Regions from separate parts of the Zea mays genome. Here regions 1 and 3 are each linked to region 2. A link is a contact called in public Hi-C data. All regions are on one chromosome and are shown on one strand. Each heading gives the region's core, a stretch centred on a gene start, on an enhancer-like site or on the middle of the called end of the contact. The rest is flanking DNA. Distances are from core to core; before and after follow the strand shown.

Region 1 (4,599 bases), core at 1,937-4,436, 880 kb after region 2:
TTGAGGACTCCCCCATCTTCTTGTCACCCTGGCAGGGCTCCCACTGCTCCCGAGTGAGATGTAGCTTCCCACCGATAGTGATAGGCCCAGAGGGAGCCTGTGGTTCATCGCCGTCGACCACCTTGAGACGACCTATCGCCTCCTCGATTGTCATCGTGGAGAGGTCTAGCAGAGACTCGATCGAGCGAGCAATCTGCTTGTACTTCTCGGGGATGCAACGGAAAAGCTTCTCAACGGCTCTCTCCTCATCGTATGTGTCGTCGCCGAACTGCACCATCTTCTGCAACAGAGTGTTGAGGCGGAGAGCAAAGTCATCAACATCCTCACCTGGCTTGAAGGCCAGGTTCTCCCACTCCTTGCGAAGTGCCTGCAGTGTGGTCTTGCGGGCACGGTCGCTGCCGATGCGGGTCGCAGCGATGGCGTCCTAGGCCTCCTTGCAGTTCGCTTCTGGGAAAGCGAAAACTGCATCTCGGACGGGACTGCAGCAATGAGGGCATCCAGCGCCCGCCGATCCTCGTGGTAGTCGACGTCGCCGTACCGAACTGCTTCCCACATGTGGCGAACCTGGAGCCGTACCCTCATCACCGCGGCCCACTCGACGTAGTTGGTCTTGGTGAGGGTAGGCCACCCACCGCCGGGACCGATGTCCCTAACAATGGCCTGGGCCATGCGGCGACCATGGTACCGATCCGGGGAAGGAGAGTCGCGCCGCCTGTAGAGGCCGCGATCTCCGTCGACTCGGTCGTCGCCGCCGGGAGCACCGCCGGCGCATCTACGCCCGGCTGGGCTGCCGCCGCGTGCGCCCTCGCCCGGAGCCCCGTCAGCGCGTCGGCGCCTATCTGGGCTGCCGCCACGCGTGCCCCCATGGGGATGCGCGGCTGCCCACTGTGCCGCCTGCTCTCGCGCTGCTTCCCTCGCCAGCCTAAGCTCTTCATCGGTGTTGTCGTCGACAGAAGCAGAGCTGCCAGCTCTACTGCCGCGCAGAACCTCAAGCTCTGCTGCCGCCGCACGTGCATCATCCGCCGCCTCCGCTGCTTCTACTTCCGCTCTCGCTGCTGCCAGTTCCGCTGCCGCCAGCCGTGCTGCCCTCGCCGCTGCTGCTCGCTCTCGTTCTTGTGTCGCGGCGACCTCGGCTTCCTGCTGGCGCCGGGCACTCGAAGTGACCGAGCGTAGGGACATGGTGGGCTAGTGAGGGGTCGCTGCGTGTGGAAGAGGCTATCTCAGACGAAAGGTTGCTCGTCTGATCAGGAGAGGAAGGAACAGTTGAAGCTCTTGCTGCCGACTGAGTGTGGGGAGAGGCGCGGGAAGGAGATGAGCAAGAGATGTTTAGGCTGCAGGATAGTTTGGCTCTGATACCAATTGCAAGTAGAGGGACTTTAACTCTCATCAAGAGGATGACACTATGAGTTGGGCAATTTTTCTGTTTATTTCCTCAAACACTACAGAATGTCATACCCATGTAAGGGTTGGAGACCCATATTTATAGCCCTAGAGGCTGCACTACCACACCTTCTCACACACACTACACAACAGGATTGTCCTCTAGATGCTAAAGAGACTACAAAGGACAGTCAAAAGCGACTGTTGTCCTCTAGATGCTAAAGAGACTACAGAGGACAGTCAAAAAGCGACTGATGTCCTCTAGATGCTAAAGAGACTACAGAGGACAGTTAAGCTGTCCTCTAGATGCTAAAGGATTACAGAGGACAGTCAAAAGCGACTGCTGTCCTCTAGATGCTCAAGACTTATTCCATGATACCCAATGCCTCTGCGCAAGCATACCCTTGCATTTATGATCATATCTGATCAGACAATATTGCATGTAGTACGAGAAGGAAAAATCCCTATAGCTGCTTTGATGAGTAGGGGCACAAATGCATCTCCCTAAAAATGTCAAAACAGTGATTTTGTCTAAACTTTCACCGCAAATGCACCCAAGAGGCAAGAGTACCCTATACCCCTCTAGTTTGCTCTAGCTTCACCACTGAGAAATAAGGGTAGTATTTACTACATCTTGACAATTACCTTGACAGACGAGATGAATGGCATCCACTGAGGAATACTCTCCCGTTCTGAGTAACACTGATAGGCCACCGAGCATGGAACATCAACTTCAAGCTCGGTACTGTTCCTTGAAGGCAACAATCAGTCACATAATCATAATTAGGGAAAAATTGATGAATGAACAGAATATATGAAACGTTAAGCAGGTAAGTTCAGCAAGCCATTCACTGGTGATGCCGTTTGCTGATGTTTTCAAATACAAGGAGACTCTGGTACGAGTTTACTGTTTTTGGAGGATTTTTATCAAGACTCATGCACAATCCAGTACTCAGCAGTCACCTATAACTATAAAAGCAAGGTACAATATGGTCGGATTTATAAGCCTTGGCCATTGCAAGTACATACAGATCAACATTTATAGCACTAATTAGCATACTTGGAGGGTTTTCTGGGTGTCACATATATGGAATCTGGTATAAGAATCATCCACAACCTGGGCCCTACAAAATCCAGTCTTATCCAATGCAAACCAGCATTTCTTGTGTCCGCCATGAGAAATACTCATCGGGATATTACACAAGCTCTTCATCACTCAATGGACCACCGTTCGGAGACGTCAATACTACATTTCACCCGAATTCCCAGTTTGTGCCCATTATAAAATTCATTGGGCAAATAACTCGACTCCCCTTCAAGCAAACATTGGCTTCTGATCAACAAGCAAAGTAGTTCAATCATCTAGGGAAAAGGGGAAATTTCTCCAAGCGAATCAGTACGCGGTAACAATGGGTGGCACAGGTCAAAACTAGGCTATACCAAATCAACCGAGAAACTCGAGCACCTAGGAAGAAGAAGAAGAAGAGGAAACGTACGTGCACTCCTGCCAGTCCATGGCCACAGGGGAGAACAAGGCAGGCCTTGCGCTTGCTCTTGCCCTTGCCCTGCTGCTGACGCTGCTCGCCTTCCCCTCCCATCTTCGCCTCATCCACCACCGGCTGCTGCTGACGCACAGCACCTTGCTCTGCGATAGCCTCAGGGCCAGCGACGGAGAGGACGGGACGACCGCCTCGAGGCTCACCTTCCCGGCGCCTGGGTGGTAGTACAACGCGGCTCCTGCGGCCATGGCTGCTCTCCGTCGTCTCTCTTCTGTGACCGCGTGCTCCGCGCGCGGTTGTAATGTACTCCTGCTCTCCTAGTCTCCCCTACAGTTATATGGTTGGGCAGCCGCTGTCTCCCGGCGACCACAAGAATAATATTCAATGGGCCTATTGGCTATTCATTAGCTGCATAGAGCACTTGGCTGGCGCCTCGGCCCGAGTTTTCAGGTTCCACTAAACTGACTGATCAGTGATCTGATCACTGATGCGAGCAGCTTTGGCGTACTAGCGAAAGCACGGACACTCGTTCTTATCGTCAGGCCGGCTCATGGACACTATCGACGTCTGCCGCATCTTGTCATCCACTCACTGATTCACATGACGGATGATCAACAGATAAAATTATTCAACACATCGAAAGCACGGTCGTTCATTTTTCTTATGCCAAAATATATAGAAAGGAAATCTTACTGTTTGACCAAATCATCTATGGTATTCTAACCAACATCATTAGTTTTTCGAGCTTTCAGAGCTTAGTGCTGCTGGTTCGTCAAAGTTTCCCGGTTTCAGAAATATCCAATCATGACTGCATTTTATGCAGCTCAGAAATGTTTGCCAAAACCACCAGATGCAATTTACGCACATGCACGGTGCATCTTTGTAAATTATAATCAGCACATTATAATTCTAAAAAAGAAGATTTAACGGGGCTGGAAGGCATTGACAATTTAGTGTCTACCATTATCTCGAAAGAATGTCTACAACGGAGTTACAGGGAAACATTTCAGTCCTCCCGCGTATCTGTCCTCCGCTTGGCCATCATTGACAGCCGGGCATCCCGCTCGCGCTCAAACTCGCGGTAATCGGTTCGCTGCAGAAATGATTGCTTGTCAAGGTACTGGTTCGAGCTCTTCTTGTAGGCGTCCAGCTCTTCCCCCAAGCCCCGGTTCTCTTCCTTGTACTCTCCCCAGTCTTTCTTCGTCTTGTCCAGGACGCTCAGCTTCTGCTTCTTCCGTATTTGCTCTAGGATGTTATCGACAGCTGATGGGGCGGCACCACCTGCCCTGGCCTTCTCGATTGCCTCCTTTGAATTAGCATCAACCAGTTTCTTGATTTCGATGTCCTTCCCAGCAAAGTCCCTTACCTCAGTGATCTGTTGGATCGTGTGAAGAGTACCAGTTGTTCAGCATTCTGATATTAAAGCTTACAAACATATTGCAAAAGCAGTCGAGCTTTGCCATCTATATCCAGAACTATAATTCCAGGGAGTGACCACGTTTTTGTGCTACTATTTTTTTTATGTTTAAAAATTTTATGAAACCAGTCGCAGTAAAAATTATTTAAATAAAATGAACATGAAAATGCACTAGACATGCAAAAAGAGTCCAGCTACATATAAACCATTTTCTGTTACAATTTTTTAGCAAGTTTTATTTTACATTATGTAATAATAACAAAAATAAAGGCTTCGTGATGCTGACAGTTTGGATTACCTCCA
Region 2 (4,210 bases), core at 1,140-3,639:
ATTCATAAATTTTGGTCAAAAAAATTATAGGGCACCCTCTCAAGTGCCTCAAATATACTACACCGTAGTGTGCTGCCCTATAATCTAGATTTGAGGCTTTACTGTTGGAACAAGATGTTTTGTTGGTGCCCTAAATTCTATAAAATATACTCATTTTTAAATTATAGGACATTTTTATAGGTCACGTTGTTGGAGATGCTTTAACTAGCAGGATATAAAAACTATAGAAATGCCCCAAACTTTCATTTCCCAGTATAATAGATCAGCATCCACATTGGCTCAGGTCTAACCCCCCCTCTTGATAGACCATGCCAGTGCAATAATACACTTGTGCTTTTGCCACAACTTGATAGAAAAGGTTTAACCAGGAGTTACTAGTTATTATGATATGAATATCTCAGTTTAATCATGGTCATGGGAACTGGATGTATGGCCCATTAGGACAACTTCTCAAAACCACAGTTTGCCATGCTACCTCATTTAATTCATGTTACATTCCATCCATTGCAATTATATATCAAGGAAACATTAATTTTCACATTTTTTCAATCTACAGTTTGTATATGAAAGAAGAGTTAAATGTACAGCTGGTTTAGCAGCATGCATGGAAAACATCCACATATTGATACTATATTAAATACTCTGCTCGTTTTTGAATGGTTATCCCACAGGATACAGGTACAGAGAAATATATTCAACTGAAGACATGTATCTAATACTATGAGTTGATCACACATCTGTGCACACCTAGATTCAGCCCCTTTTCCTGGTGAAGGGTAACTTCAGGGGTACCAACACTAAAAAAACTTGATCTGCGGGGATAAGACAGCCCCCGGGCATTATATTAAGAAGACCTCATGCAGGTCGAGAAAACCCCTGAACCCCTGCCCCACTCATACACAGCGGCACCGTAGCCCATGTGAAAAACGACCAAGACCGGGACCGGGCCTTAGACTTGTGCTTTGGCGTGGAACAGACGAGAGGATTTTTTTAACCACAGCCTGAAATTCGCTCCCATGGGGAGTCAAAGTCAGGACCTAAGGAGTGCTACTCAGACCACCTAACCAACTCAGCTAGAGACCCTTTCGCGGTATCAACACTCAAAGGAAATAAAGTTTACAATAACCACACACTTACAAAATTACAACCAACGTCTCCCAGAATTCCTATGAGCCTATGCATTCATATCCATTTTAATAACAGCAGCAAGTAAGAAATGCATGTAGTGCCTTATAGTTTATATACATGAGTAATTGTCAATACTCTCACTAACTCTATGTGGAGGAATCTTGCATGCTTCTACTGAGTTCATAGAATTCCTTGTAGGTGGGTGTTATTTTACATAGGCTCCTCATCTCATTGTTACTTCCCTAAGAAACTAACTGCATGTCGTCTGAGTATACTAGTATAGATGTACATTCAGCAATACTTCAAGCAACATGAAACTTCTAATAGTACTACTTATTATTCCTACCAGAATATATAATAATAAATAGTGGCCTCTACAGCACTTACAGCCAGATATAGAGTCCACCAGAACAGCCATGAGTCCTTCTTATTCATCCTAGCCAGGGACTGCAACAAAAGGGCTAATTGAATATTTTGTGTGCACAGCTGGACCAAAACAGGCAAAAAAGGAAAAACAAGAATGTAAATTGCCAAATTCAAACCTCTCCATCAAGGCACTCAAACTTCCAGACACTCTCTCCCTCATCGTTAATCTCATTCCACCACCGCAGCCCAACCAGTATCCTTCCGCTGACATTCTTCACGACCCAGAAGTCAAGTGCTGCGAGGAGCACAGTGATGACAAAGATGATGACGAAGTTGTTCACGAACAGTGTGGACAGTATGTAGAACGCCAATGCCGATGCCTTCAGGGAGAAACAATCAGAATCAGCTAAAACCTAACCACAGTTCTGGTGCATATAAGATCAGAAACTGTAGCCATGTGTACCTTGAAGAGAACATGGAAGAAGCATGTCTTAGGATTTGCGTAGTTCTCGGTAACCTCCTGCAACAGGGCGGATCCAGTGAAGAACAACATGGGTGTACACATTCACACACGATAATTTTTGCAACAAAACAAAAGAAATGTTATGCATGATACTACATGATATAACAGATCCGAATGTAAATAGCTTCAGTTAGGGTTTGGGCGCTCAGTTTCGCACAGAAGGAATGGAAGACAAGAGAAGAGGTATGGGGTACCTGTTGGGTGCTCATCGCCGGCGAAGGGCCCGGCGACAACCTGGCACCTGGCGGCGGGGGCGCCGGGGCGGCAGCGATCGCCCAGTCGTCGCAACGAGAAGAGAGACGCGGGGGCAACGCGAGAACCTGGCGAGCGTGGCGACTAGCGAGTAGCGAGGGAGCGTAATCGGGGAAGGCAAAGCGGAGCAAAAAATGCAAGGCCTGCAGGGAGTCCAGTCCGGCCCTGCCGTTTTGACAGGAAGTATCGGGTCGGGCCAAGAAACACTTCGACACTTTTTGGCCGGCCCGAACTCGACTGTAGCGTGGCATCAGCAAGTGCAAGTATTTTGGGCTGCCTTTAGCCCTTTACCCATCCATCCGAAGTGTTGAGTTAGTTGTTTCTCAAGTTTCAAAACAAACTATTCAGTTGACCGTGCATTGCGACGGCTCATAATAACATTTATATAACATATCCACTAAAAAGATTTCAAGGTTTTTTATTGATTGACTCTGCTCTTCGCATAATAATTTTTATGAACGCACGGTATCGGGTACCGTAATTAAGGGTACCCCCAACACTCCTAAACACGGTTGGTAACCACCATCGGCACAAACCGTAAAGGCTGATGGGCACGGTTCAGATTAAGGCTTCGTCTACTCAAGGGACGTGATTTCGCCTCGCCCGAGCCCAGCCTCGGGCGGGAACTGTAGTCCCAGACGAATTCTCGCCTCGCCCGAGGGCCTCCTCAAGCAACGGGCGCACCCTCGACTCGCCCAAACCCCAGCTCGAGCAGGCTTCGTCGAGAAGCAACTTTGGCCAAATCGCCCCTCCAACCGACCGTATCGCAGGCGCATTCAATGCGAAGATCGCCTGACACCTTATCCTGACACACGTGCCTCAGTCGGCAGGGTCGAAGTGACCGCAGTCACTTCGCCCTTCCACTGACCGACCTGACAGGAAAACAGCGTCGCCTGCCCCGCTCCGACTGTTGTGCCACCCGCCAGGGTGAGGCTGACAACAGCCAAGGCGCAACAGGAAGCTCCGTCTCGCCCGACCTTGGGCCTCGGCCTCGGACGGTGGTCTCCGCCTCGCCTGACCCTAGGGCTCGGCCTCAACCTCGACCTCGGAGGAATCGCGTCCTCGCCCGACCCCGGCCTCGGCCTCAGGAGGAGTCTCCGCCTCGCCCGACCTTGAGCTCGGACCGACCACGCTACGGGGGATACATCATTACCCTACCCCTAGCTAGCTCAGGCTACGGGGGAACAAGACCGGCGTCCCATCCAGGCTCGCCCCGGTAACAAGTAATGATGGCTCCCCGCGTGCGTCCATGACGACGGTGGTTCTCAGCCCTCTACGGAAGCAAGGAGACGTCAGCAAGATCCCAGCAGCCCTGACAGCTGTGCTTCTATAGGGCTCAAGCGCTCCTCCGACGGCCACGTTACCGCGTACACAGGGCTCTAGCACCTCTCCGACAGCCACGTTGGCATGTACACAGGGCTCAGGCACCTCTCTGTCGGACACGTTAGTGAAAGGGAAATGTGCCCTTGGGCTATTTCTAAGTATTTTGGTGATCAAGTGCCAACACAAATGGTTTAAGTATGAAACTATGCCAAATGGTGGAAGAAGTGCAAATCAACACAAAGGTATGATTCTAGACTTAGTACATTGGTTTTTGTGTACTAACATATGTGTCTAAGTGCTAGAATCAGAGAAAAGACAAAAGGAAAAAAGAGTTGGCTGTGTACAGCCAACTACTATTCAGTCTGGGTGCACCGGACTGTCCGGTGCGCCAGGCTGGCTCTGGTGAAAAGGCCGCTCTCGGGATTTCATCGGCGGCGTACGGCTAAAAATCACCGAACTGTCCGGTGAGCCAACGGTCGACTGCGCCAACGGTCGGCCGCGCAATCCGCGCGTGAGCGTAGCCGAGCCCACTGTCTGATGGGGGCACCGGACTGTCCGGTGCGCCAACGGCTCCAAATCTTCAATGGTCGGCTGCGCCAGAATAGGAAAGAAATCAGC
Region 3 (4,425 bases), core at 199-2,698, 550 kb before region 2:
GGATATCATGGGCTCATGGCCAGTGGGCTTGCTAATATTCCATGCAACCTCTAACGGTGTTGACAATCAGGAAACTATGTTTCGTTATGTGCAAAAATCATATACTACATCGTTCTTTGTTGGCAATCAGGAAACAATTATTGGTAAGCTCATCATGGCATGAATTACCTGCGTAGCTCTCCCCGGAGATATAAAATTCGTGGCTCCTATACTGCGGAAACCTTTTGAGCCAATTTACTAGGAAGCTGTATGCATCTTCAGCTGCAAAAGTGAAAACAAAAATGACACCACGCACGCATCTTAAAACATTTCTAAAACAATGATGCAGTGAACACATTACTCTCTAAAGAACACTGAAACTACCTACGAAAGCATCATCCAGTTTGGTGAGGTCGGATGATGTGTTGGTGTAGGAGAAGCCAACCCCAGCAGGAGACTCTAGGAAGAGCAAGTTGGCCTCTGGCAAGAGCAGTGGAAGGTGCAGCAAAGGAGGGGTCAGTTTCACTTGGTTATATTGCGCTCTTCTTTAGCCAGCCAAAAAAAGAGAGGAGAAATTGGTGCAGGCACCTTTGTTCCACGCAAAATTGTTGAACTCAAGCCCTGCCCCGTGTCTGTTGACTCTGAGAGGCCCCAACTCAGAAGCAGCTCCGTACCCAACGGACGAGCAACCAGGTCCTGCATGTTATGCAGAAATATTAGTATTATTAACTTTCCTGAAGAATGCAGAAAACATTTCGTAGGACAATTCAATGTAATTGATCAGGGTTTTCTAAGAGTGGAAGGCAAGAACCTCCATTGAGCCAGAGTAGGAGAGGCTTGTGCGCCGGCGACGTCTGGGCCTCGAAGAACCAGTAGAAGAGCGCCCTCCCGTTGCGCTCGTTCACGGTGACGTACCCGGCGAACTGCGACACCGGAGGGCTCCTCGGCTGCCCGGGGAGGAACGCCACCCGGTCGGCCTCGTGCTCGTTGTTGTAACCGTAATCCACCGTCGTCGTCGCCGCCGCGTCGTCGTAGCACCACGAGCTCTGGAAGAGAGCGAGGAGGAGAACAGCGGAGCTGAACCGCTGGCGCTTGGCCGAGGAGGACGACGTCCGGGCAACAAGACGCCCTGCCATTGTCGCCATATGCGCGAGTATGTGAGGCCGTGGTTCGATCTTGTTCCGTGCTCACTGCTCAGCAGACGGTACAAGGCGAAGAAGAGGAGAAGGCGACAGATCGAGAGAGGCACGTGCAGCGCCACTGTGCGAAGGATCAGAAAACGGGGCTGGCTTCGTTCTCGGCCTCTAGCTAGCAAACAGCCAAGAAGGTAGAAGGGGCTCACAGCCACAGCTAGGCAGCTCGAGCCGTGTAACAGTGAGGTCATGTGAAGCGGATGGCGCCTGCCATTGGCGGTGGAGGTGGCCGGGGAACGGCGTCGGAAGGATCACGGCAGGCACGGGTTGTTGGGGGGATTGGGTGGTGTTGCCGCATGTGAGCCGCCGGCCGGATAACATAAACGATTTTTATTTGCTGCCGCTGCACTCTAGCGGTCTAGCCGAGGGAATCTTCCACTGACGGCTGCCTGCAACTGCGTGACCGTAGTCAGTAAAGTATCCTTGAAATGGTCGCAGTAGCAGCTCCCAAGGATCAAGATTTGGTTTCATTTCATTTTCGTTGAGGGCATTCTTGGCTAGGCGTGGCCGGGTCGACGACGGACTTTGGCAGGCACCCCAGAACGGAACCTGCCAAAAATAAATTTGCAGCGGCGCGATATGGCCCGTGGACGTCGTGTTCCTTTGGGCCTCGTCATGGGCTAATGTTATAAAATATACAGACTAATACTAATAAACATGAGTTGAATGCAGAGGCGGATCCATAGGGGGCAAAGTGGGTCATGGCCCTCTCTCAATTTTGTACACCCTTTTATGTATAATGATTATTTAGTATTAAGTGTAGAAAAAAATCAAAGTTTTAAATAGTTTAAAGTCTTTCTAAATCTCTAAAACTAATAGCTAGTTACTAAAATTAGTCGAAAGGTTTAGAATGGATCAACTAATTGTTAGCTATAGCCCTTAAATAAGTATTAGTTGTTAGATGCCCCAACCTAGCTAAAACTAGTTAACAGTTAGCTCTAGAGGTTTAGAACATGGCATAAAACAACCATGTTATGAGCCTGCTCGCCGGATCCTCTCGGTCCAGTCCTTGCATCTACCAGTCTAACTCTAATCTTCCCGACACCACCTAAACCAGTCTGCTCGCTGCCCCGTTTCCGCCACCGACCCATTCCCGATGCGACGTCACCCGACTTCGCCCCTTCCTACCGCCTCCGTCCCTTTCTGTTTTTACCGTGACGTCAATCCGCTCGACAAGCTATATCTCGCTCGTCGCAACGATATGACTTGTCCCATGCGGTCGACGGACTAGAAAATCATGTCTCTCATGTGGTCTTTTTGGCCCCCCTGAATTTTGGTCCTACGTCCGCCACTGTTTGAATGCACTAAATCTAATAATTAGGCTTCATTTGGTACACCTCCAGCCCTCTAAAACTGACTTTGGCTCTGACTTCTTTTGAAGAACAACTCTATAGAAGCCAGTGTTTTTTTAATAAATCATTTGGCAAAATGACTCCTCTAAACGTGAGAGAAGGGGAGTGAGAGGAGGAGCCGCTAGGAGCCAATTTTTTGGCTTTGGCTCCTCTCTATAAAAATGGCTTCGACTTCTCCGTGCTCTTTGTTGGCAGCTCTTTTTTTAGACCGTTTGGGAAGGCTCATCCAAGAGCCAGAGCTGGAGCCGGTTTGGGAGCCCTCCGCCCAAACAGGCCCTTAGTTGGCTAAAAATTGCTAATAGAATTAGATAGCTAACAAATAACTAGCTAACTATTAGCTAATTTACTAAAATAGCTAATAGCTAAAGTATTAGCTAGGTTGTTTGGATGCCTGTAGCTAATTATTAACCAAGTTAGCATACATGTTAGATCGTTACCACTAGACGTATAGCATGTTTGAACAAGAATGTGTCGATGTAGTAGTAGTCTGACATCCTCGCATATCACCACTAGCAGCACGTTCATCCGTCCTCCTTAACACCTTAGCAACAGTAGTGGTATCTCTATGGTATCCACAAGTGTGTAGATAAAACACCACGACATCAGTGTGCTAGCACCGCATTCGCAGTAAGAGAAATGGTGACGACATCTTGAGCATCCAAAACCCTAGGGAGAAGCCGCGACAATTGCTTCTTGAGTGCCCACAAGAGAGGCGTCGCCGACTTCTTAAGCACCAGCAATAGTAGGAAGAGAGGCGAGAGGTGACTTATATGATCTCTTAAGCATGTCAACCCCTTTATATATTATTTATTATATATCTATATCTATATATATAATATATATATATATATAGACTCTTGCTAATGGGCTTTTACCCTAAAGCCTCACAAGTGTTCTCATGGATCGTAATTGCCAATTGAGCATATATTCAACAATCTTCCACTTCACTAGTGCTAATAATTTGTGCAATTGTTCCAACCTTTTTAAGTGTGTGAACTGTTAGGTTCATATGTGGACGGCTATAACCGAAAAACCATTTTCTAGCCATTAGTCAATAGCAGCACCTAGCAACATATATTGGATCTCGTGTACACATAAAAGATTATATCAGTTGAACCTTGATATACACATATCTTGACCCTTTTGCCACACGATATCCGTCAAACTAAAAGACGAGATTTTTACGACCCATGTAATAGCTCAATATTTCACTCAGTCGTATAGTGGATGAAAACTTATGACTAACTCTTTAGTCATATCATAATTACTCTTTAATTGTATTGACATAGACATGCACTTTCTTAATCCAACCACATCGAAGAGCCTAGAGATATCTCTCATATTATGTAGGAGAGGAAAAAATCCATCTTGATCCATCCACATACCATTCTATATTTAACGGAACATTCGAAAACTGATTTATGACTATCTAGTTATGGACTAGCATTTAATAGCCCAAAATGCATCACTATACAAAGTGAGAAACAATGATGATCTCAAGTCTAAGGGTCTAGTAGGTTTACCACCACTCAAGAACGTTTGATGTCAATCTCATCAACATCTCGGAGTAGATCAATCCAACACCATGAAACATGATTATCAATCAATACATAAGCTAGTCTATAAAATCATTGTTGTCCCACACAATGGCATATGACTAGGGATATTTTGAATAACAATATTGTTGTGAGGGCCTTTGTCACCAAAGGTCTCTAAAATACTAACTTCATCAAGAAGAGAAAGTTTCAGATAAAAGCGCTCATCTTCGTCACCAAGTCAAAGCTGACAACAGGAATGAAGTCAAAAAGATACAGGTCTGCGGAAGCGTTAAGCCAAACGAAGTCGAAGGAGATAGCTTCCGGTGGTGCGCTATGGTTTACGAAGCAGAGACGAAGATAAAG

The links. Hi-C and Micro-C count contacts between places; a contact is called where the count stands out from the background.
Region 1: a contact with region 2 is called in a Hi-C map of ear, with 4 times the contacts expected there. The contact joins the promoter of LOC100282056 here to the promoter of LOC100193911 in region 2. A contact is called at or near these places in 2 of 25 Hi-C or Micro-C datasets (ear and tassel).
Region 3: a contact with region 2 is called in a Hi-C map of ear, with 3 times the contacts expected there. The contact joins the promoter of LOC100282195 here to the promoter of LOC100193911 in region 2. A contact is called at or near these places in 5 of 25 Hi-C or Micro-C datasets (bundle sheath, ear, leaf and 2 more).

What each region holds. Positions count from the first base shown.
Region 1 is chr3:60,369,436-60,374,034 of Zm-B73-REFERENCE-NAM-5.0, reverse strand. It overlaps LOC100282056, which reads right to left and starts at 3,186. Exons shown (of 7, transcript NM_001371820.1): 1 at 2,877-3,186; 2 at 2,026-2,125. The coding sequence starts at 3,127. It overlaps LOC100282347 (craniofacial development protein 1), which reads right to left. Exons shown (of 6, transcript NM_001155259.1): 5 at 4,595-4,599; 6 at 3,591-4,254. The coding sequence ends at 3,886.
Region 2 is chr3:61,251,642-61,255,851 of Zm-B73-REFERENCE-NAM-5.0, reverse strand. It overlaps LOC100193911 (Golgi apparatus membrane protein-like protein ECHIDNA), which reads right to left and starts at 2,389. Exons shown (of 6, transcript NM_001138983.1): 1 at 2,212-2,389; 2 at 1,958-2,014; 3 at 1,671-1,874; 4 at 1,516-1,575. The coding sequence starts at 2,226.
Region 3 is chr3:61,799,501-61,803,925 of Zm-B73-REFERENCE-NAM-5.0, reverse strand. It overlaps LOC100282195, which reads right to left and starts at 1,448. Exons shown (of 10, transcript NM_001155107.2): 1 at 791-1,448; 2 at 568-675; 3 at 364-459; 4 at 169-261. The coding sequence starts at 1,124.